Regions from separate parts of the Mus musculus genome. Here regions 1 and 3 are each linked to region 2. The links are chromatin contacts, called in public HiChIP or PLAC-seq and capture Hi-C maps. All regions are on one chromosome and are shown on one strand. Each heading gives the region's core, a stretch centred on a gene start, on an enhancer-like site or on the middle of the called end of the contact. The rest is flanking DNA. Distances are from core to core; before and after follow the strand shown. Region 1 overlaps Stimate (STIM activating enhancer). Region 2 has its middle 18 kb from the start of Tkt. Region 3 overlaps Cacna1d (calcium channel, voltage-dependent, L type, alpha 1D subunit).

The links. HiChIP or PLAC-seq counts read pairs in DNA pulled down with a chosen protein or histone mark. Capture Hi-C pulls out chosen DNA fragments and counts their contacts.
Region 1: a capture Hi-C map of embryonic stem cells shows a contact between it and region 2, with 2.5 times the contacts expected there. The contact joins two enhancer-like sites. A contact is called at or near these places in 2 of 39 promoter capture datasets (both in embryonic stem cells), 1 of 15 datasets of contacts at CTCF or cohesin (the NIH/3T3 cell line), 3 of 484 Hi-C or Micro-C datasets (the BV-2 cell line and embryonic stem cells), 5 of 115 datasets of contacts at active chromatin or transcription factors (the SCID.adh cell line, embryonic stem cells, large pre-B cells and 1 more) and 4 of 9 other capture datasets (embryonic stem cells, liver, macrophages and 1 more).
Region 3: a contact with region 2 is called in an H3K4me3 HiChIP or PLAC-seq map of bone marrow-derived macrophages, with 4 times the contacts expected there. The contact joins two enhancer-like sites.

What each region holds. Positions count from the first base shown.
Region 1 is chr14:30,866,368-30,870,545 of GRCm38.p6, forward strand. It overlaps Stimate (STIM activating enhancer), which reads left to right. Exons shown (of 8, transcript NM_028839.4): 4 at 256-377. Among named protein-coding and RNA genes, the nearest start is that of Mustn1, 11 kb to the right of the region's middle. Within about 2 kb of position 2,649, at least 67 of the 459 cell types and tissues checked have an H3K27ac peak or open chromatin away from gene starts, as enhancers often do. A contact at or near this core is called in embryonic stem cells, where this site is marked.
Region 2 is chr14:30,529,356-30,533,584 of GRCm38.p6, forward strand. No RefSeq gene overlaps it. Among named protein-coding and RNA genes, the nearest start is that of Tkt, 18 kb to the right of the region's middle. Within about 2 kb of position 2,251, at least 51 of the 459 cell types and tissues checked have an H3K27ac peak or open chromatin away from gene starts, as enhancers often do. A contact at or near this core is called in bone marrow-derived macrophages and embryonic stem cells, where this site is marked.
Region 3 is chr14:30,188,203-30,192,486 of GRCm38.p6, forward strand. The region is part of intron 4 of Cacna1d (calcium channel, voltage-dependent, L type, alpha 1D subunit); the gene reads right to left. Among named protein-coding and RNA genes, the nearest start is that of Gm52107, 34 kb to the right of the region's middle. Within about 2 kb of position 2,564, at least 16 of the 459 cell types and tissues checked have an H3K27ac peak or open chromatin away from gene starts, as enhancers often do. A contact at or near this core is called in bone marrow-derived macrophages, where this site is marked.

The DNA of each region.
Region 1 (4,178 bases), core at 1,399-3,898, 340 kb after region 2:
CTTGAAGTTTATAAAGCTTCTTTGTCCTTCTCTTTCCTGTTCTTCAAGTTTTTGATATTAGCACCTTTTCAGACTCCTGGAAATGGAAGCCACCATTCTGTAGTCTCTTGCATGTTGGAGTACTACTCTCCCTCAGTAAAGCCAAACATAGGCTGGGTCTGTTAGCCTTCATCTGGGACCCTGGTAAGTGCCACAGTGAGGCCACAGCTTAGTGGCTTTATTCCCTGACCATGCTGGTATGGCCTCTCTTTCTAGGTACCTCATCAACTTTCTTCTGGACGCCACTGTAGGCATGCTGCTCATTTATGTGGGCGTACGCGCCGTCGGTGTCTTGGTGGAGTGGCAGCAGTGGGAATCCCTGCGTTTTGGAGAATATGGTAATGTCCAGGGACACTGGGTAGGGCCTGCTGGGGACTCTGAAGTCAGGAGGATTTGGGCTGTTCACTGTCTTCTTGTGTGGACACAGAGAAGTTCACTTTAGGGCTTGAGACTCACTTTCCTAGGAGCTGGGAGCAAGTATTTCACTGCCAAGATCTCCATTGTGGGGGAAAAGAATTGCAGAAGCCAGGAGACAGCCCTTCCCCCAGAGGCACTTGGTCCCACATGCAGGACTGCAGGGCCACCTCGTCCTGCTGAGCTTCCCAAAGAGTTCATGTCCCCTGCCCACCACATCAGATAGATGGGAGCAGCTGTTGTTTGGGAAGGCTGTCCACAGTGAGGTGAAAGCCTGTCCCTCTTTCCACTACCATCCTGCGATTGTCCTGTCACCCGATTACTCTGCTAGAACGTTTGCCTAGTGAGGAGATCCTGGTGAGGAGCTACTCGTAAGGAGCAGTGTTAGGAGCTCACCACAAGAGGGCGCCAGGACAAGTGTGTACAATCTGGATCCACACTCCTTCCATGCCATGGCTCTGGGCCCAGAGACCTACTGTCTTCTAGGTGGTTGAAGACCTCTGAGAGAATGACAGTTTAAAAGGGCACATGATTGCTGGAGCTGGCTGGGGAGTGCCTTGGGTATTTCTAGAAATCTTAAGTAATTGTTTGTCTTCAGTGAGGGAGTATGAGTTCAGGGGAGGGCTTTTCTTAGCCTGTTACTTGATGCCAGTGAGTCAGTGACTTAAGATAGGGCCCAACATAGCATGTGCCTCAGGACTCAAGGGAAGGAGGCTTCTAAGATGTCCAAACCCATAGAGTTCTCAGCTTGCGGGACAGAAATGGCCACAGCACATGTGGACCAGTCTGACATCATTCTCATTTATAAAACAGGCAACTAGGAGTTAAGTGACGTACCTGGTCAGGACATGTTTGTGAGCTCTGTGTCCTCTGCATCAGGGGTCCTAAAAACTTCCAGGACCTCCACCAGCACTGCTTACCTGCACCTCAGCTATAGAGATCCCTGTGTGGAAGGCAGAGCTGTCAGATACACAGTAGCTGACACTGTATCGGTTGACTGAGAACAGGGGTCCGGTCTGGTCCCCTACACCACCAGTTCTCAAGCAAGTTTTATCTGCCTCCTCCCCAAGGATGGAAAGAAGGGAAAAAGGCAGTAGCTTTGTGTGAGCCCTGTCCTCTTGGCCCAACCCCTTAAACTAGTCACTGGTGTTGGGAACCAGAGTCCTCAAGTGTCTCCAGAGAAAACATCCCTTTGTCAAGGGCCACCCCAAGTCCTCATTCCCTGGACTGTCTCCCTGCTGCCTGCGGCATCGTAGTTGTTGGTTGTTGTTCTGCACTGCTGTAAGAAATCAACACAAGCTTAGTGACTTAAGACAACCCAAATGGATTTATCTGTGGTCCCTTCAAAAGTCCAACGCAGTTCTATTGGGTAAACACGAAGGCAGCATTAGGGCTGCGTCATTCTAGAAGTGATGCAGATGTTGTTCGGTTGCCTTGTCCAGCCTCTAGTTCTGTCTGGGTCCCTGGCTTATGATTCTCTCCCTCTGCCTTCAAAGCCAGCAGCCAAGTTCTCAAGGTATAACATTCTGACCTTCCACCTTGAAGTGGCCCTGTGCTTACCCTGAGTGCGTCTGGACACTCCAGATGCTCCATTTAAAGTCTGAATAGAAACCCTAATTCCATTAACAGCCAGAATTCCCCTTGCCTGGGTCACAGTACATAGCATGGGTTCCAGAGATTGGGATGTGGACATCTTTGCAGGACCATTATTCTGCCTTCTACACTAGGAACTCCATGTAGGCCTCACAGCTCTCAGGGAAATAAAGAAGAAGGGGTTGCTCTCAAGATAGCATGTTGGGTTCCTAGGAGAAGTCATGGGACTTGAAACATAAGCACTGTTGTTTGGTTTGAGGGGTGAACGGTTTTTGAGTCACAGGTGAGATCTGTAGTCTGATGACCAAGTTTCTCTTGCCCTGAAGACAGGATAGTGTTCAGTGGCACAGTATATCATAGGCTTTCCTGCCGGCTCATCCACGTGCTCCCTTCCAGAGGCTTCTCAGCACACACGTGTTCCTTCCTTTTGGCCCCTATTCCCATAACAGCCTGCGAGAATAATTTACCGGAACAAACCATGTCCCTGAGGTTGCCCACTACATACAGTAGAAAACAGGGCACACTGGCATGCTTACTGACCGTATTTGTCCTCTAGACAGAACTTCAGGGAGCATTTGAAAGACTGTCAAGGGAACAGAAATAATCAAACAAACTGTCACATGTCCACTCAGTCCGCCTCCAGTGACCTGTGGCCTGGTACACCGAAAGCGAGGGTATATCAGCTAGACACGGGCACTTTTATCTCTCGTGGGTGGTTTTCAACATTTTTATTTTAGTATAAAACAACAACAGGCCGTGGAAGCTGCACTGTACAAACTGAGAAAGAAGAGGAAACTGATGTCTGTCTTCTCCGTTACTCACAGCCTCCGTTCTAGGCAATGGAGTGAGTGCACACTGAGCAAGTGAATGTCCTCACAACAGTGAACAAATGGTGTCCTTTGTCTGCTCTTTCCCAGATACCCCAGTCCTTCTCAGACACTTCCCAGTGGTACTTCCTAGATGGGGATCACTGTTCTTGCCTGGGAGTTGAGCAAGCAGTTTCCTCTCCTGTTCTCAGTAAGATCAGGTGGTTTACCAAAAGCATTGGGAAACTCCTGCTAGGCCTTGCCAGGAAGAGTGACTTCCAGGTGCTCCGCTGAGGCTTACATGCCCTGCCCTGGAGGTGGAGCAAAGGGTCAGGCCTTAGGTTAGGCACTCAGTGTGCTGCTGCATGCTTGCCGCCCTTCTCCTGCCATTGTCCAGAAGAGGAAGGGGCGTGTTCTGCTGGTGGTCCATTACAGCTGTGGAAAGGCATTCACCTGCCTCCACTGTGTTCGGCCTGCGGCCCCAGACAGGGATGCCGCCTACAGCATGGGTGCCTGGAGATGTCTCTCCGGACCAGGTCCTCTTCTCACGGCCTTCCTGAAATGTCACTTTGTTGCTGTTCTGGTCCGTGGAGTGCAGGTCACCCTGGCTGAGCTTTCAGGACAAGGCCCTGCCACCCTCTCCCACTCTGTGGAGGCCTGGCCTAAGATTCTGCGTGTCATTCGATCATTCTCTAGAGAGGCTGGTCCCACCCTTCAATGAGTCTGTTTCTGACGTACCCTAGAGGCACTGCAGGGTCCAGGTGGTCCCCATTTTGGACTGTTGGAGCCCTCCTGAGCACTTCTTAACCATACCCACTGACAGCCTGTGCTGTAGCCGCTGGCCTCAGGCCGTATCTGCCACATCCTGTCTTAAAGGCTTCGATCTCTTTCTCCTAGCCAAGGTGTTACATGGCCCCCCAAAATGAATTAGGTTGCTCCCAAATTTGTGTTTGGTTAATTCTATGAAAAAGCCCTGGGAACCATTAACTTGTGGTTCTTTTGCGTGAGTTTGTGGACTCTGAGGCTCTCTGGATCAGTCTGATGTACCCAGGGCTAAGAACCGCAGGGAGATTGGGGGATGGGGCGGCCGGAAGGAGGAAATGGACAAAGAAGTTGATTACTGCAGTTATAGGCACAGCGTCGGAGAAAAGGGGGTTAGCAGCAGTCGCTGGAAAAATCAACTGCAGATAAAATAGCACTCTTGCTTAACCCAGCTGCTGCTGCCAGTGGACAGAGCCAGCAGTGAGCGCTAAGTTTAGTTCCCCTTAACTCTATCCTAGAATTTTTTTTTTCCTAAGAAAAACATTCTGGTATGTCCAAATTAGG
Region 2 (4,229 bases), core at 1,001-3,500:
CCACACATATGAACACACACATGTTCATGCACCCCACACCATACACAGAAGCAGGAAGCAAGCCGGGGAATGTTTCAGACAACACAACTCTTAATTCACGTGGCATGCAGAGTCCTTAAGCGGTTTCTAACCCCCTGTGAGCTTGCTGAATGGAGCGGTGCCACGCTCAGACTTTTAAAACACAATTCCACTAAAGAAAAACATTATTTAATGTTTTTATGGAACATTTTCATGTGTCTTCCGGGTGCGCATTTCTCCTTCAACTCCCCCACCCCTGAGGGATGATTGCTCCGGAAGGGGTGGAGATGGCCCATAATCAATTGACCAATCTGAAAAGGGCTCCAGAGAGTTGTGTATGAGCTGCCAAGAAACAGCTACAGGAGCCGGGCGAGGTGGCGCAAGCCTTTAATCCCAGCACTTGGGAGGCAGAGGCAGGCGGATTTCTGAGTTCGAGGCTAGCCTGGTCTACAAAGTGAGTTCCAGGACAGCCAGGGCTACACAGAGAAACCCTGTCTCAAAAAACCAAAAAAAAAAAAAAAAAAAAAGAAAGAAAAGAAAAGAAAAAGAAAAAGAAACAGCTACAGGATCTGCCTACCTCTGTCTCCCAGGTGCTACAATAAGGACAAGCACCGCCATGGCTGGCCCTTCATCCCTATAGAAAGATAATTCCCCTTTGGTATTCTGACTTGGACTTCATGGAGAACATGACCTATGGCTCTGTGCACACACAATTGTTTAACTTAGGAATAAAGTTATTTAATGATAGCATGCTTTATTTTAGCTCTCCCATTGCCTGAGCAGTTACGAAACATTTTTCCTAGAGGCCATCTGGGTCTTCACTGTGTAGCACCTCCCCTCCCTAAAGTGCTCACTGCTCAGCATCTACCTGTCCAGGGCACAACACACTTCGGTCAACCCCTGTGGTAACTGTCTTCTGGGCCAAGCAAGCATCATCTTGGGGGTTCACTGTATCCCCACCTTGCAAAATTGATCCTGGTTGGGCTTGTTAACGTTTCTTCTTCGCCCCACCTGGCCCAGGGAAACAGTATCCAGATGCTCTCTGGCACCTGCCGAGGCTGCATTTAGCCTGGGGAGAGGAGATGGAGCTTGGGGACAGGTCTGGGGAAACTAGGGCAGGGCTCCATGCACACAGCTACAGGGAAGCCCTCATCCCTCCCGAATGCTGCTTCTGTGTGCACCAGGAGAAGAGTTGCCCGCCATAGCCCTGAGTGCAGCTTCTGTGTGCACTAGGAGAAGAGTTGCCCGCATAGCCCTGAGTGCAGCTTCTGTGTGCACCGGGAGAAGAGTCGCCCGCCATAGCCCTGAGTGCAGCTTCTGTGTGCACCGGGAGAAGAGTCGCCACAGCCCTGTAAGTAACTCCTCACCTAGGCTCATCTGACCTCCGTTTGTCATTGGGACCTTGCGAGGAGGAGTAGATGTTGCTTTAAGTCTCTTTCAGGGAAGGAATGTTAGCAATGAGCTCCACCCCACCCCAGCCCCAAACCAGGTTCCGAGGCTCTAATCACCCAAACTAACCTGGGCTCGTGCCCAGAAGCACAGTGAAAAACTGGCTCCAGCCCAAGGCGTTGAGATTATTAATTAATTCTCCTGGAGGACTTTAGAGTCTTTAATAATGGGCATTGTGCTGTGGTGGCTGGAAACTCGGCACCTTTGATCGCCAGGGCTTTCCCAGGCTCTGCCTTGGAGAATGCAAAGGATCAGTGGGCAAGCAAGTGGGAGAAGCCAAGGCCACATGCCCATAGGCCGCTTGTCATTCTCTTCCCCTGAAAGACTGGAATGACAGCCATTCTGTGCTTTATAACACTGGATACCCATGCATGCATATTAACCTATCATGCTCCATGGAGAGGGCCAGACCTGTGTTAGTTCCTGGGAAGTGACATGAATAAAGATGTATTCACTTCAAGTTCACCCAGCTAGACCGGGTGGGGTAGAAGAGCCTACCCTTTTCTCTTTGGGGGTTTGTGAGACATGGAGAGGACCTCTAGATCTCTGGAATAATTGTATTTTTAAATGACTGCAGCTGTGCTGCCTGATAGGTCAATGGATAGGTTCAAAGGATCATTTTCCCTCTTGTCATTTAGAGATGAAGACGCATACTGTCGTTGAGATAACGGGGCCTACTGAGCTAGCCAAGAATGAAACGACCAGTCCTGGAACAAGTTACAGAACTGTGTCCACATCATAGCTGCAGAGCTATCCATCAGGGTGCTGGGGGCTGCCCATTGGTTGAGTGCTCACTTAGCATACAGGAAGCCCTGTGGTCAATCTCTGCACTACATAAACAAGGCACATGTGACACACTTGTGGTCCCAGAAGAGAGAAGGTGCAAACAAGAAGTTAATAACCAGTGTTCAGGGTTCAAGGTTATATAGAGAGTTCAAGGCTAGCCTGGGCTACACAAATCTCTACACCAAAGAAAAGGAAAAAATAGCCGGTAAGTGGTGGCACACACCTTTAATGCCAGCACTCCCCAGGTGGAGGGTGGGCAGCCTCTGTGGGCTCTGCTCAGGGGCCATCCTATACACGGCTGGGCTGGGCATGAGTGGAGTTACTCACAGGGCTCTTAGGGGCAGGGTAGGGAGAGAGAGATCTTCATACTTGCCAGGCAAGACTTGACTTCGGAAATTACAAGGTACGATGACTTGGCACCTTTGCTGTATGTTCAAGGACAGCAGTGCTGGGATGGGCTTACGGGATGACTCAGAGGGCCAGCCACAGTCTGGACATGTGAGGTTCTGCCTGGAGCAGCCCTCTCTCACTGAAACAAGGTGCTAGCTGCAAGCAACACATGTGTGCGCATGCGTGTGTGAGTAAAGCATGAAAGCCCTGAAAAAGTTTACCCAGTGGGAAACAGATGGCAGATGATTGATCTTTCTTTTTCTGTACCAGGATTAATCCAGGGGCAGAAAGAAAAGGGATAGCTTGGGAATGAAGGTTTTTTTCTTTCTTCTTCTTCTTTTTTTTTTTTTGTTGTTGTTGTTTTTTTGTTTGTTTGTTTTTTGAGACAGGGTTTCTCTGTGTATCCCTGGCTGTCCCGGAACTCACTCTGTAGACCAGGCAGGCCTTGAACTCAGAAATCCGCCTGCCTCTGCCTCCCAAGTGCTGGGACTAAAGGCATGCGCCACCACTGCCCAGTGGAACACAGGTTTCTAATCCCAGCATTTAGGAGGCTGAGGCAGGAGGATTAAGCGTTCAAGGATAGCCTAGGATCTGTAACAAGACCCTGTCCCACTGGGCATGGTGGCGCACGCCTTTAATCCCAGCACTGGGAAGGCAGAAGCAGGCGGATTTCTGAGCCAGCCTGGTCTACAGAGTGAGTTCCAGGACAGCCAGGGATACACAGAGAAACCCTGTCTCAAACACCCCACCCACCCCCCACAAAAAAAAGACCCTGTCCCAAATATAGGCCCTACAGTAAATGGGCACTGCGAGATTTATTCAGAGAGTGGGCCCATCCACCTGGAGGCCAGCAAGTTGGAACCACGTCAGACTGCGGGACTCTCAGCACTGAAGCTCTTCTTCACAGAGAAACTTTTTCCTATCTATCCTCTCTTGTGAGTCACCGGAGCGTCCGGGGTATAACCACATCTACAAAATACCAGCACGGCCACACCTGAGTTAGTGTTTCATTGCATAACTGGGAACTACAGACTAGCTAACTTAGCTCTTTCAACTGACCACAGTCACACATGCACACACATAAACATGAACAAACATGCACACACACACACGCATACAGGCACATATGACTATTAACATGCACATACACACATATGCATGCACACACAATTGTAAACACATGTGAGGTTTTTTTTTTTAAGATTTATTTAAGTACACTGTAGCTATCTTCAGACACTCCAGAAGAGGGCGTCAGATCTTGTTACAGATGGTTGTGAGCCACCAAGTGGTTGCTGGGATTTGAACTCCAGACCTTCAGAAGAGCAGTTGGATGCTCTTACCCACTGAGCCATCTCACCAGCTCCCCACATGTGAGTTTTAAAATTACATTTATTTATGCATGTGTGTCCAGGCCACAACACACGTGTAAAGAGTCATTCCAACACTTGACCTTGTAGTCCTGGAGATGGAACATTGGTGGGCAGGCTTGAGAGCAAACTCCTTTACCTCCTGCTGCAGCTGTCTGGGTCCAGTAACACTTTCTAAGCTATAAGGAATACGATTATAGCATAGTGGTAAAGCTCTCG
Region 3 (4,284 bases), core at 1,314-3,813, 340 kb before region 2:
CATTGAATTCTAAAAAGTCTTTAATTTCTTTATTTCTTCCTTGACCAAGTTATCATTGAGTGTGGTGTTGTTCAGCTTCCATGTGTGTGTGGGCTTTTTGTTGTTTTTGTTCCTATTGAAGACCATCCTTAGTCTGTGGTGATCTGATAGGATGCATGGGATTATTTCAATCTTCTTGTATCTGTTGAGGCATACTTTGTGGCCAATTATACGGTCAATTTTGAAGAAGGTACCATGAGGTGCTGAGAAGAAGGTATATTCTTTTGTTTTAAGGATGAAATGTTCTATAGATATATGATAAATCCATTCGGTCCATAATTTCTGTTATTTTCAATGTGTCTCTGTTTAGTTTGTGTTTCTATTATCTGTCCATTGATGAGAATGGGGTGTTGAATTTTCTCACTTTTATCATGTGAGGTTCAATGTGTGCTTTGAGTAAAGTTTCTTTTATGAATGTGGGTTCCCTTACATTTGGAAGTATAGGTGTTCAGAATTGAGAGTTCTTCTTGGTAGATTTTTTTTTCCTTTGATGAGTATGAAGTGTCCTTTTTTATCCTTTTTGATAACTTTTGTTTGAATGTTGATTTTATTCGATATTAGAATGGCTACTCCAGCTTGTTTCTTGGGACCATTTGCTTGGAAAATTGTTTTCCAGCCCTTTACTCTGAGGTAGTGTCTGTCTTTGACACTGCCTTTCCTGTATGCAGCAAAATAATGGATCCTGTTTACATACCCAGTCTGTTAGTCTATGTCTTTTTATTGGGGAATTGAGTCCATTGATGTTAAGAAATTTCAAGGAATAGTAATTGTTGCTTCCTGTTATTTTTATGTTTGTGTGTCTATCTTCTTTTGGGTTTGTTGAAAGATTACTTTCTTGCTTTTTCTAGGCTGTAGTTTCACTTCTTGTGTTAGCATTTTCCATCTATTATCCTTTGTAGGGCTAGATTTGTGGAAAGATATTGTGTAAATTTGGTTTTGTCATGGAATGTCTTGGTTTCTCTATCTATAGTAATTGAGAGTTTTTCTGGGTATAGTAGCCTGGACTGGCATTTGTGTTCTCTTAGAGTCTGTATAACATCTCCCCAGGATCTTCTAACTTTCATAGTCTCTGGTGAGAAGTCTAATTCTGATAGGTCTGCCTCTGTTACTTGACCTTTTCCCCTTACTGCTTTTAATATTCTTTCTTTTGTTTTGTGCCTTTGGTGTTTTGACTATTATACAACAGAAGGAATTTCTTTTCTGGTTCAATCTATTTGGATTTCTGTAGGCTTCTTGTATGTTTATGGGCATCTCTTTCTTTAGGTTAGGGAATTTTTCTTCTATAATTTTGTTGAAGATATTTACTGTCCCTTTAAGTTGGGAATCTTCACTCTCTTCTATACCTATTATCCTTAGGTTTGGTCTTCTCATTGTGTCCTGGATTTCCTGGATGTTTTGGGTTAAGAGCTTTTTGCATTTTGTATTTTCTTTGACTGTTGTGCCAATGTTTTCTATGGTATCTTCTGCACCTGAGATTCTCTCTTCTAATTCTTGCATTCTGTTGGAGATGCTTGCATCTATGACTCCTGATCTCTTTTCTAGGTTTTCTATTTCCAGGGTTGTCTCCCTTTATGATTTCTTTATTGTTTCTAGTTCCATTTTTAGATCCTGGGTGGTTTTGTTCAATTCTTTCACCTGTTTGGTTGTGTTTTCCTGTAATTCTTTAAGGGATTTTTGTGTTTCCTCTTTAAGGGCTTCTAGCTGTTTACCTGTATTCTCCTGTATTTCTTTAAGGGAGTTATTTATGTCCTTCTTACAGTCCTCTATCATCATCATGAGATGTGGTTTTAAATCAGAGTCTTGCTTTTCTGGTGTATTGGGGTATCCAGGGCTTGCAGTGGTAGAAGAACTGGTTTCTGATGATTCAAAGTAGCCTTAGTTTCTGTTGCTTAGGTTCTTGCCCTTGCCTCTCGCCATCTGGTTATCTGCGGTGTTAGCTGGTCTTGCTGTCTCTGACTGTGCCTTGTCCCTCCTGCAAGCCTGTGAGTCAGTACTTCTGGGAGATCAGTTGTCTTAGGGAGGTATTTGGGTACGGAGAGCTGTGGCACAGGGTCAGCTCTGGAGTGCAGACAGAAATCAGAAGGATCCTGTCCCTGGCTGTTCCTTGGTTCCTGTGTTCTGATGGCTCTGGGTGGGTCCCTCTTGTGGCAGGAATTTGAGCAGAAGTGGTGGTCTTACCTGTGCTCACAGTTGTTTTGGCACTCATGGGAGACCAGCTTTCCCCCGGTGGTATTTGGGTATGGAGCGCTGAGTCACAGGATCAGCTCTTGGCACATACAGAAACTGGAAGTATCCTGTCCCCGGCAGTTCCTTGGTTCATGTGTCCTGAGGGCTCCTGGTGGGTCTATCTGAACAGAAGCGGTGGTCTAATGTGTGCTCACAGGCTTGTCAGCACTCCTGGGAGATTTGCTCTCTCCCTGCTATGGTATTTGGGTATAGAATGCTGTGGCACAGGAACAGCTCCTGGTGCAGACAGAAACTGGAAGAATCCTCAAGAATCTTTCTAAGGGGTGTTATCACTTCCAGTTTTAGAAGAGGTTTATGAGAGTTTCAATTTCCCCATATGGTGGCTCCCATTTGATATATCTGTTCTCTTTACAACCAGCAGTCCCGGTAGGCACAGTGCTGTTACTGTGGTTTTAATTACCATTTCTTTAATTACTAACAATGTTGAGGGTTTTGTTGGACAGCCATTTTTTTAAAAATGAAGATCCACTCAGTTATTTTGCCCATCCTTTAGTATATTCTATTCTTGAATAGTTTTGTCTGTATGCATGCCAAATATATATATATTTTAGACCAAGAACTAACTGACTTCCTTCCTTCCTTACTCTTTGCCCTATGGGAAATGCTTTTTTCATTTTTTTTCACACTAATTTTTGAAGAAAAGATTTAAGTTTTGATAGAGTTTAATCTTTTCATGGTCTCTTTGATAGGTGCTGTTTTCTGCCTCTTTGTTCTTTGAGATAGGATCACACATGTCCCAAGCTGGCCTCGAACTCACTACATCTTGACTGAACATCTTCTGAGCCTCCTCCACTTGTATGGGAATTTTAAGGAGTTCACTGACAGCACCTATGCCTTAGAAAGCTTTGCCTGCCTACAGGCTGTATACAGTATTTGCCCCATGAAATGTTATAGTTTTAAATTGTAAATAAGTCTATGATCTGGATGAAGGTAACATACAGTCTGAGGTAAGGCTAGTCTTTCACACTGACAAATGGTTGTTTCCACGCTGTTTGCTGGAAAGTTTCCTCATGCCATTGAATCATCATGGCATCTTTTTCTAAAATCAATTGGTGGCATGCACATGGGTCTATTTCTAGATGGCCCTATTTGATTCCATTGATCTTTATGTCAACTCCTAAGATCAATATTATCTCAACTCCAATAACACTAGAGCATGCCATAAGATCAGGCTCCAGCTTTGTTCTTAAAGATTTCTTTGGCCAACTTAGAGTCTCTCTAATTTCCATACAGATGCTAGAAAAGTCTTGTGAATTTTTCAAAAGCTTGACAATATTTAGATTAGGATTCAATCTATACCTTGATTTGGGAAGAAGTAGAAACCTAAGGTCATTAATTCTTCCAACCCATGAGCATGGTGTCATACTCTTTCTTCAGCTCTTCTTTGATTGCTCCCGTGAAGACTTCCCCATTTCAGCAAGCTATCCATACCTAAATATTTCATAGCTTTGGTGACACTGTAAATAGTAACATTTAAATGTTTTGTTTTCTAACTGCCTGTGGCTAATATATAGACATTTCTATGCTTTTATAGAGATTTTTTATCCAGAAACATTGTCAGGTTCATTCAGAAAACTCGATTCTGTATGATTTTAGTCTTAAATTCACTATGATTTATTTTACGGCCCAGAATATCAACTCTCTTGATGAACACTTCATATGCATGTGAAAAGAATATGTATGCTGCTCTTATTGATAGGGAATCCTTTGGAAAGGTCAGGGTGACTGCTGGAATTTTTCAGGTCCCCCATCGACAGGTGCTAGCCATACTCCAGCACTGAGAACTGGGGTACACAGCTATAAAGATGGCCTTCCACTCCTCCTTCAGTTCTGAGAGTGTTTCATTCAAGCACTTTGAAGCTCTGTTATCAGACATTTGAACAACAAGGATTCTTATATCTTCTTGGAAAATACCCTTTATGGTTTTGAAATCTCTCACTTTGCATGCTGGGTAGCTCCTTTTTTCTAACGTCTACTTTGTTGGTTATTGATATGGCC